2 separate regions of the Sus scrofa genome follow, and region 1 is linked to region 2. Evidence: chromatin contacts called from public Hi-C data. All regions are on one chromosome and are shown on one strand. Each heading gives the region's core, a stretch centred on a gene start, on an enhancer-like site or on the middle of the called end of the contact. The rest is flanking DNA. Distances are from core to core; before and after follow the strand shown.

Region 1 (4,838 bases), core at 701-3,200, 150 kb after region 2:
GCAACTAGGATGTGGAGGCCAGGGATGCTGTTGAGCATCCTAGAGTGTGCAGACCCCCCTCCGCCCAGCACAAAACGATCCAGCCCAGACCCAGTAGTAGCGCTCTTGTGAACCCTGACCTTGGAGGGACATGGCATTCAGCGCATCAGGACAGCAAAGCAGGCTCTGCTCCAGTGGAAAGCTGATAAACCTCTTTGGAAAACAAAATGTCTATTGTTGACCCATTGGGGAGGAGGAACCGCCAGAGATTTAGGGTTGCCTGGGTGATCTTAAGAAATGCTGTCACCAGACTCTGCAAGTCCAATATATCCATCTCACTCCTGTGAACTCCGAACCCAAAAGAACTGGCCCCCTCCCACGGGCTGCGCAGAAGAGCCCACACGGGGGACTTCAGGAGGGAGTGTAGGATGTTGCCCATCCTTGGGGGCTACTGAGATTCAGACTTAGTTCCTATCACGTACCACGGAGGCGGTTAATTTATTTAGTCTCTCTGAAGTTCTATTTCCTGAGTGGTCAAATATGGGTACCAACGGTTGCAAGTCCTGCAAGATGGAATGAGGATTAAATGAGATCATGAAAGGCTCACACTAAACTTTCAGCTCTATGATAACCACGTCTTGAGATTCTCATGACATCTGAAGGTGGATGCGCCAGATAGTAAATGAGCTGCCCAGGGCGCTCGAGCAGGCGGGACAGTGGTCTGGGCTGGACTGGCTTCAGAAGCTGATGACAGTCCCAGAGTGGCGTGTGCCGTCCACCCAGCGATTTCAGAAGGGACTCTCCTCAAGCCTCGGCAACCAGGCTGCCGGGCACACCCCGAGGAACTGTGGGGAGTTTTGAGCAGGGAACAGCCACATTTCAACTTTGATTCTTTAAATCTGATTAATTGAAGAAGATCTAACTCTGCTCCTAAAAATGTCTTAAAAAAAAAAGTTATTGAAAATCTAAAGATTAATACAAAGACCTTTGCAAGGAATCAGATATAAGAGAAATATACAGCGGAGAGAAAGTACCAAAGTCATTAGTCATGAAAACATAGAAAACAAACAAATACATCCGTTTTGGAATTCAAGATCCTATTCACAGAAGACTCAAGGATTTGAAACGATAAGAAGTCCAATTGTGTACACGTGACACCATCATAAAAAACTACCCTGCAAAATTACCAAAGAGACACTCTGTAAATTGTTACCAGATGAATGAGCAAAACTAGAAGGCCTTATTTTGTGGTTGAAAAAAAGAAGAAAAATTTAGTGGAGAAATATTGTGCTCTATTTTACAGACATAATATGATTCCAATCCATTTAAAGTATATACAGAGTCCTTTTAAAAAATTTTATTGGTGTATGGCTGACTTACAATGTTGTATAGTTTCAGGTGCTCAGCAAAGTGAATCGGTTATGCATTTATCCATTTTTTTTTTTTTTTTTTAGGACTGCTCCTCCAACACATGGAAGGTCCCAGGTTAGGAGTCGAAATACAGATTGGAGCCGCAGCTGAGGCTTTTGCCACAGTCACAGTAACACCAGATCTGAGCCACATCTTGGACCTACACCGCAGCTTGTGGCAACACTGGATCCTTAAGTCACTGAGCGAGGCCAAGGATCAAACCCGCGTCCCTACAGACATCATGTGGTGTTCTCAACCCGCTGAGCCACAGCAGGAACTCCCATTCTTTTTCCCGTGTAGGTTATTACTGACTGTTGAGTACGTTTCCCTGAGCTCTACAGTAAGTCCTTGTTAATTATCCATGTGATACTCAGCAGCGTAGTGCGTATATGTCATTCCTGCCTTTTTCCTGTAACTAAGCTGCGTGACGATAAACTCATTCAGCAGAGTAACGTAGGCGGGGGTGGGGGCTTCCCACGAAGCTAAGGAGGACAAACACTCAGGGCTCCTCCTTTTCTCTGGGCCTTCACAAAGGGAGCTTGCACATTGTGAGCTGATCATTTTGTCTTGTTTTTCTTGAGATGGTCCCCAAATTGCGTAAGCTTCCTGTTTCACAGAACCTGGAGCCTTCCCTGTGTGAATTTCTTAAGTAGAGGAAATGAATCGAAGCCTCGCCTTTTTAGATAACAAAGTATTAACTCTTGGAACGGTAATAGAAGCCAAGTGGAATTGTTAGGAAAGAGAAGCAAGATGGATAGGTAGACTATGCTTAGCAGCCCTGGCCCAGGATAATATATCGTTGTATAATCCTCTGAGAACAAATGGGTTGGGCTGAACTGCCATTTAAACAGCACTGGGGGAGTTCCCACTGTGGCTCAGCAGTAACAAACCCAACTCATATCCATGAGGACACAGGTTCGATCCCTGGCCTCACTCAGTGGCTTGAGGAACCGGCATTCCGAGAGCTGTGGTGTAGATTACAGATGTGGATCGGATCCTATGTTGCTGTGGCTGTTGTGTAGGCTGGCAGTGGTAGCTCTGATTGAACCCTTAGCCCGGAAACTTCCATATGCTGCAGGTGCAGCCCTAAAAAGCAAAAGCAAGCAAGCAAGCAAGCACTGGGATAATCTGGTAGCAATTTGGAGAAAAACTAATTTATAGCTATCTTTACACCATAATCCTTGAGTAAAGAAGGTTGTTTGATCATTACACGCATATCCATAAAGAAAAATCAGCAGAAAACACCCCCCTTTTGAAGAAATGATAAATAACATACTTTTTTCCACTTTAAAGGAGGCAAGAAGTAAGCTGATGAACAATTCAATTTTTCAATTTTTACTATATTGCTTAACATAAAAGGACTAGAGAAAAATGTATAGCGAAACATTAGATAAAACATTTGCATGAATTATGTCAACAAATAAGATAATAGTGATAATGTCCTTTGAATATACTCATAAATATTTGGAAGGATTTAAAGACCCTCAAAAGAAATGCGTCAAGGCCAAGTACAAAAATATATGCTCATAAAAGAAAGTAAAAATAAGAAACCAACACTTGAGAAAGAAAGAAATATAAAAGCAACTGCGAAGTACAGCTTTAAACTTAAATTAGAAAAATAGGGTGAATAATAACATCTGTTGCTGGTGACATTGAGATTAAACTAATACACACATGTGTGTGTAAAGCGCAGTTAATTGTATTCATTTGTAAATTAATCCAAACCCCTTGTGGATGACTATAGTATGGCAAATACATTTTTTTAACCTAATTTCTTCCCACGACGGAAATTTATCTGGAAGGAATGTTAAAGGAAATGGTTAAAGAGAAGATAGAAACTTAATTTAAGAAGGTAATTACTGACATAACATCTGTTAGGAAGAAAAACCTTCAATATAAAATAACAGAGACATAGAGAAGTAAATTTGGACACTTGAATTTGATGGAATAGTACGCGGTATTTAAGCACAACTGTGAAAAGACCAGGTAGAAACTCAGGGCAAAGGTATAACAGAATATAAAAGGAACCAATTACGTGGGCACAGAATCATGGCGGTCAGAATTCACCTCCACCCCTGAACCACCAGAGCAGAGAACAGGAAGCTACACCCAGCGTCACTTTGCTCCCCGGGGGAGAGGTGTATGATGCGGAGGAGAGAAGGGAGTTCAGGGCGGACGGGATATTGCCAGATAGCACAACCACTCTAAGTAAGAAAATAGTGGGGTCCCCATATTTTATAAAATAATCTACACTCCCATACTGGGGTTCTTTTATAGAGTCTGTCTGTCAGGGCTAGACGCTCTTAAACGTCCAAGCCAGAAGGAAGATGTCCGTTACCTGCAAATAAACCATGCGATCTTGGCAGGCAATTTTTAAACATCAAAAGAGGGCTCTAGGAATTCCAAGTGAAAACTGAAGTCTTACTTTCATTTACTTGAAAGAGTTTTCTTTCTTCTCACCCTCTCTTGCGGTCAGAGACCACTCTGCAACATCAAATAGAATGTTATTTTCCACTTGGGGGGAAATTTGGCTCAGCGTGACGTTTGCCTTCCCAGCTTCAACCTTTGGAGCCAAGTTCCAGTCAGGAAATGAATTTTTATAGCACAGTTAAAAGTAAGGAGTGGGAACCCTGTGAAATCCTTAAGTCTTCGGCTTTATCACACTCTCCTTCACGTCATCGGTCAGATGGGACAGGATTCCTGGTTCCCAGCAGCCCCGGAGGCTGTGGCCGCTGCCCAGGCATCTCCACCTAAGTTCATGTTCCTGTAGAGCAAAATGGAACACTTTACTGCAAGTTTTGATGGAACATACCATTTATAGAATGAACACTTCAATGCGGTGAATCAAACAGAAAGGCTCTGAACATAGGGATAAGTAAATAGCATTTAGGGTCTTTTTTTTTTTTTTTTGCTTTTTAGGGCCACACCCATGGCATATGGATGTGGCCCTAAAGGCCAGGGGTCAAACTGGAGCTACAGCTACTGACCTACACCACAGCCACAGCCACACCAGATCCAAGCTGCATCTGCAGCCTACACCACAGCCTCACAGCAACGCCAGATCCTTAACCCACTGAGTAAGGCCAGGGATCAAACTGGCAACCTCATGGATCCTAGTCTGGTTCATTAACCACTGAGCCATGAAGGGAACTCCCTGGGCTCACTTTTTTCTATTGAAAGTTTTTTACAGGTATCCATAGTTTGTTTGCAGTGTAGACATGTGTTTTGAGGCCTTCTTGAGAAGATGCTGTCACAGTCCATCATATTCGCTTTGGGGGATTCAGGACAGAGTCCTCAAATTTTCATATGAAATTAGGACTTAGAACACTGCCTGAGATATGGTAAGCACTAGTGTTCAGCTATCATTATCATTATTATGTGGGGTATATGTGTTTTCTGAGACATAACCAACAATAGAGTGTTTTAGAGGAGAATCAATGGGCTCAAAT
Region 2 (4,868 bases), core at 2,138-4,637:
GGCCGAAAAGAAAAAAAAAAAATAATAATGAAGTTAATGAATTTCAGGGCCCCCTCCGAACCAGAATCTAGCCCTTTCTCTGCTGGGCTTGTACAGCGCGGGGGTCACAGGACCTAGATGCCAAGGGAGCCGGCCCTCCAGCCTTGCCCCAGCTCCCGGTGGAAGGTGCTGTTGGAACTGGCTGGATGCTGAGAATGAAGTCGAAAGAGAGCGATGTACAGACAGAGCCTTCAGCGCAGTGGCCCCCAGGGAGGCCAGGTCAGGGCCCAGCAGGCCTGAGGGGCTGTTAATGACCCGCTGACTCTGGAGGGCCCAGTGGGCCGCCTGGGATGTCCAGGGGGTCGTGGGGCAGCGAAGCAAGGCTGGGCGTCATCAGCATGTACCTGCGTGGCAGGGCAGCCTGCGATCATTAACCCACATGTCTGTTGCAGATGTAACCTAATGTGGGACCCCCCCATGCGGGCTGGGGACACTCACCTGGCATGGCCTCCAGTGTGAAGGGATGAAGGCAACTGGGAGCAGAGACGCCAGAGGATGAATGTATGGACCTTTGGGGGAGTGGCTTGGGTGCGCAGCTGAACTCTTTTTTTTATTTTTATTTTTATTTTTATTTTTTTGCTTTTTAGGGCCACACCTGCAGCGCATGGAAATTCCCAGGCTAGGGGTCGAATCGGAGCTGTCCTATGTCACAGCCACAGCAATGCCAGATCCAAGCCGTGTCTGTGACCTACACTACTCATGGCAACACTGGATCCTTAATCCACTGAGCGAGGCCAGGGATCGAACCTGCGTCCTCACGGATGCTCGTCAGATTCGTTTCTGCTGCGCCATGACGGGAACTCCCTGAGCTCTTTACAGATGATTGGAGTTGCCTTTTCCACTCTCTCCTCCTCGTAAATTCCAGAGAAGTGCCTCCAGCGGCAGGTGGTGAGGGAGCTGAGCATGGCAGTGGCAGGGAGCAGGAGAGACAAGGCTCGTTTTAGGGGCCTGGGCCCCACCAAGCCCCTTCTGGCTGAGTTCCTGCAGCTGTGGGCAGTGCTGAGGATCCAGCCGGATCAGTGGATCCCAGGTGGGGGTGAACCCCTGCCTTCCTTCCCGAGGGGTGCCGGGTAGACAGCAGGCCTGGAGAGCAGCCAGCTGTGTGACATGGCATCAGAGCAGCAGAGAAATAGGTGTGCCTGTGGGACCCCCTCGAGCCCCATGGACACCAAGGGGAGGCTGGCGGCTCCTCCTGTGGCAGAGGTCCTGAGAAAGAGCCAGCTGGCAAGCCAGTGAGGTCCGGGATAAGGGTTCCCACCTGAAGGCCGGATTAGGACATGGATCCAAGGTCCCTGTACCTGACGCCGGCACTGAAGGCTAGTGATGCCCCGAGAGCAGCCTGGAGGGTCATATTTTAGTGGGTGACCCTCAGCAGGTGACCATGGCTGAGGGTGAGGGACAAGCGGAAGCCATGTGGACAGATACTGGCCAAGAATCACAAGTTGGTCCTTATGTTATGAGCATGTGCAGGTGTCTGAACCCAGGTGTAACCTTGGACGAAGAGGGAGGGGATCTTGAGCTTGGCTGAGTTTCATCTCACATTTCCAATAAGTCACTGAAGTGGCTGAGCTTACTCGGCAGTGAGTAGATGAAGTATTTGGACACCTTTGGGTAGCAGCAAGGGCCCAGAGGACACAGTCCAGATGCGGGAATGTCTGCACACCTAAGTTAGTGGCTTACGAAAGTATTATTTTTGCCACGGCCATGGCATGTGGAAGTTCCCAGGCCAGGGATCAAACCTGAGTGGCAGCTGCAGCAATGTGGGATCCTTTAACCCACTGTGCTGGGATCAAATCCGTGCCTCCGCATTGACCCAAGCTGCTCCAGTCGGATTCTTAACCCACTGTGCCATGGCAGGCACTCCCTGATTGACGGCTTTTTCAAGAACCTCTGTGACATCAGACAAATGGAAAGAAGGTTTTCTTTTGTGTTTTGGTCCAGATGATATTTGAACGTTCTTATTTGTTTAGGCAAATAAGCCGGCAGCCCTGGAGAGATTAAAGATAAAGGGGGAACCTGGGTCTCTGGCAGAGCCAGGCAGGCGACAGTTCATGTGGCAGCCAACCTTCAAATGGCTTCCCTGCAGTCCTGCCTCCTGCTGATCCCACTTGGCTGTAATCCTCCCGGACACTGAGTAGGGCTGACCCATGTGTCTTCAGGATGTTAGGGGACTGATGGTGGGGTTCCTGCATCACACAAGGCAGCGTGGCTCCCCCCTTGCTCTCTTGGTCACTCTCTGGGGAAGCCAGCTGTCATGTTGGGAGGACACTCAAGCAGCTGTGTGGCCAGGTCCGCGTGCCGAGACCCAGATGGCTCATACTGTCACCCTGTGAGTAGGGCATCCTGGAAAGGGATCCTCCAGCTCCAGGCCAGCCTTCAGGGACCTTCAGCCCCAGCTGACACCTTGACTCAGGACAGACCCAGGAGCCAGAACTCTGTCTGCTAAGCAGTTCCTGATTCCCCAGTGTGGGGAGTTTGTAGTTTGACTCCACTAAGTACTTTGTGCAGCAGTAACGGGGGAAGGGGGCTGTAGTTCTGGGGGGAACATGCTGGGGAATTGAGCTCTTTGTGCTTGAGGGTCTCCATCGTTTCTGTGCTATGGAAGGCCAGCCCCTCTGCTGGGTTCGCAGTGGGTGGGGAGGGGTGCCGGGGATGGACCAGATGCAGCGCAGCTGTGAGGAAGAGGAGGAAGGAATTGCTGTGGGTACCCGCTTCTCCAGGCCTGGCCACGGGAAAGAGGAAAATGACACGGGCGCCTTGTCCCAGAGGCCCGTCGAGGGTTATCTGACCATTTCTGGACGCAGGAGGCACGTGGTCGGAGTGGAAGTCACAGGCGATTCAGGGGGGCTGTTTTAGTGGAGGACCAGGGAACTGAGAGTGCAGAGGCTGAAGGACAAACGGAGGTCAGAAAAGCGGAAACAGGGGCTGCCTGATCTTTCAAGAAGTTTGATAGTGAAATAACCTAGGTGGGGAGAGAGAATCGAAGACATTTTCTGATTGTTTTTTCTTTTTCTTTTTTTGTGTCTTTTTTTTCTTGCTCGTCATTGTGTTCCTTCCTCCCCTCCCTTCCTTCCTCCCTCCTTCCTCTCCCCCCCAGCTTCCTTCCTTCTCTTAAAGAGAAGTGTTTACATGTATTTAGGGAAAAAGAAGTATATAGAAAGACAAAAGAAAAAGAAGCGTGTCCTTCTGAACAAAGGGCAGAGTCCTCAAGACACTCTTGTCTTCAGGAGGATGTCACTGTTTCCATAGTTACTGAGTGTTGACTGCGGTCCCCCTGTCCAAGGTGCTGGGTGTGCAGAAGTGAACACACAGAGCATCCTTGCCCTAATCCCTGTCTAGTGATGCTGATGGACCAGTGTCTACTCATGCACGTTCCAAAGACGTGTATCGCAGAGGAAATCAACCGGATGCAGAGCCAGGAAGAGCGCAGGGGACCTGGCCAGGATGGGGCAGGAGGGCCGGCTCCGAGTAGACCTGGCTGAGCCTGGGGGCCCTGAAAGCAGAATGTTTAAGTCCTTGTCGTCTCTGATTTCTTCTGCCCCCAGACTCAGATTTTTAAAAGTTTTAAAACTAAAGTATAGTTTACAATGTGGCGTTCCCATTGTGGCTCAGCAGTAACGCATCTGACTAGTATCCATGAGGAGGCGGGGTCAATCCCTGGCCCTGCTCGGTGGGTTGAGGATCTGGCGTTGTCGTGAGCTGTCGCGTCGTACTCAGACATGGCTGGAATCTGGTGTTGCTGTGGCTGCGGTGTAGGCCCGCAGCTGTAGGTCAGGTTCGACCCCTAGCCTGGGAACTTCCATATGCCTAAAACACCAAAAAAAAATTATAGTTTACAATGTTGTGCCAATTTCTGCTGTACAGCATAGTGACCCAGTCATTCATATATATATATATATATATATATATACACACACACACACACACATACATATTCATATATATGCATATTCGTGTATATATATACATATTCATATATAATATATTCTCTTTCTCATACTGTCTTCCATCATGCCATCGTGGTCTATCCCAAGAGACTGGATAGAGTTCCCTGTGCTGTACAGTAGGACCTCAGGGCTTATCCATCTAACCCACCCACGCATCAGTAACTGCAGGGTCTAGCTGATTCCTGCACGTTACAAAGGGAAGCTCTTGTATCTCTCCACATTCACTCCCCAGGAAGGAGAAAAGAGATATCCTTCGTTAGACTTTCGCAGAACAAAAGCATCAAGCCAAAGCCTTGCAACTTGGAGCCTCTGTGGGTTTCTTTCAAATGCTAATGAGTTCTCAGCTTTGTCTCAGGTGTCTGTATCCCTCTGGCTGCCTACATCGTAAAACGCAAATCCGTGTCCCCCTTCTGGCTAAACAGCACCTTTCGGTGGCATGGGTCCCCACCCAAGAACAGATGCACTGGAAAGCAATACCTTTAATCAGCTTGGTAAACAAAGACGGTCCAGAATTAAAAGGAGGAAAACCACTCCACTGTGGTGAGAGTCTGTGAGTACAACTCAGATCTTTCAAATCAGGGCTCCAGGAAACAGAGATTGTGCAGGCCTTCCACTCGGCAGAAGGTCCAAGGAAATCCTGAGTGTGGATGTGCGTGAGGCTCATTATATTTGACCTTGAATCTCAAGCTTGATAGACATTGATAGTATCTTTTTTTTTTTTTTTTCCTTTATCAAACCTGCAACCTCATGGTTCCTCGTTGGATTCATTTCCTCTGCGCCACGACAGGAACTCCTGATGGTATCATTTTGAATCTAGGATTTGTCACTAGGAAAAAGCATCTCTCTGCCTGATTTTGCGGGGAGGGCTTTGAGCATGTCTGC

Evidence for each region. Hi-C and Micro-C count contacts between places; a contact is called where the count stands out from the background.
Region 1: a Hi-C map of liver shows a contact between it and region 2, with 4 times the contacts expected there. The contact joins two enhancer-like sites. A contact is called at or near these places in 1 of 47 Hi-C or Micro-C datasets (liver) and 1 of 2 datasets of contacts at active chromatin or transcription factors (skeletal muscle).

What each region holds. Positions count from the first base shown.
Region 1 is chr15:136,754,596-136,759,433 of Sscrofa11.1, forward strand. No RefSeq gene overlaps it. Among named protein-coding and RNA genes, the nearest start is that of COPS8, 71 kb to the right of the region's middle. Within about 2 kb of position 1,951, at least 7 of the 83 cell types and tissues checked have an H3K27ac peak or open chromatin away from gene starts, as enhancers often do. A contact at or near this core is called in liver, where this site is marked.
Region 2 is chr15:136,607,109-136,611,976 of Sscrofa11.1, forward strand. No RefSeq gene overlaps it. Among named protein-coding and RNA genes, the nearest start is that of COPS8, 220 kb to the right of the region's middle. Within about 2 kb of position 3,388, at least 3 of the 83 cell types and tissues checked have an H3K27ac peak or open chromatin away from gene starts, as enhancers often do. A contact at or near this core is called in liver, where this site is marked.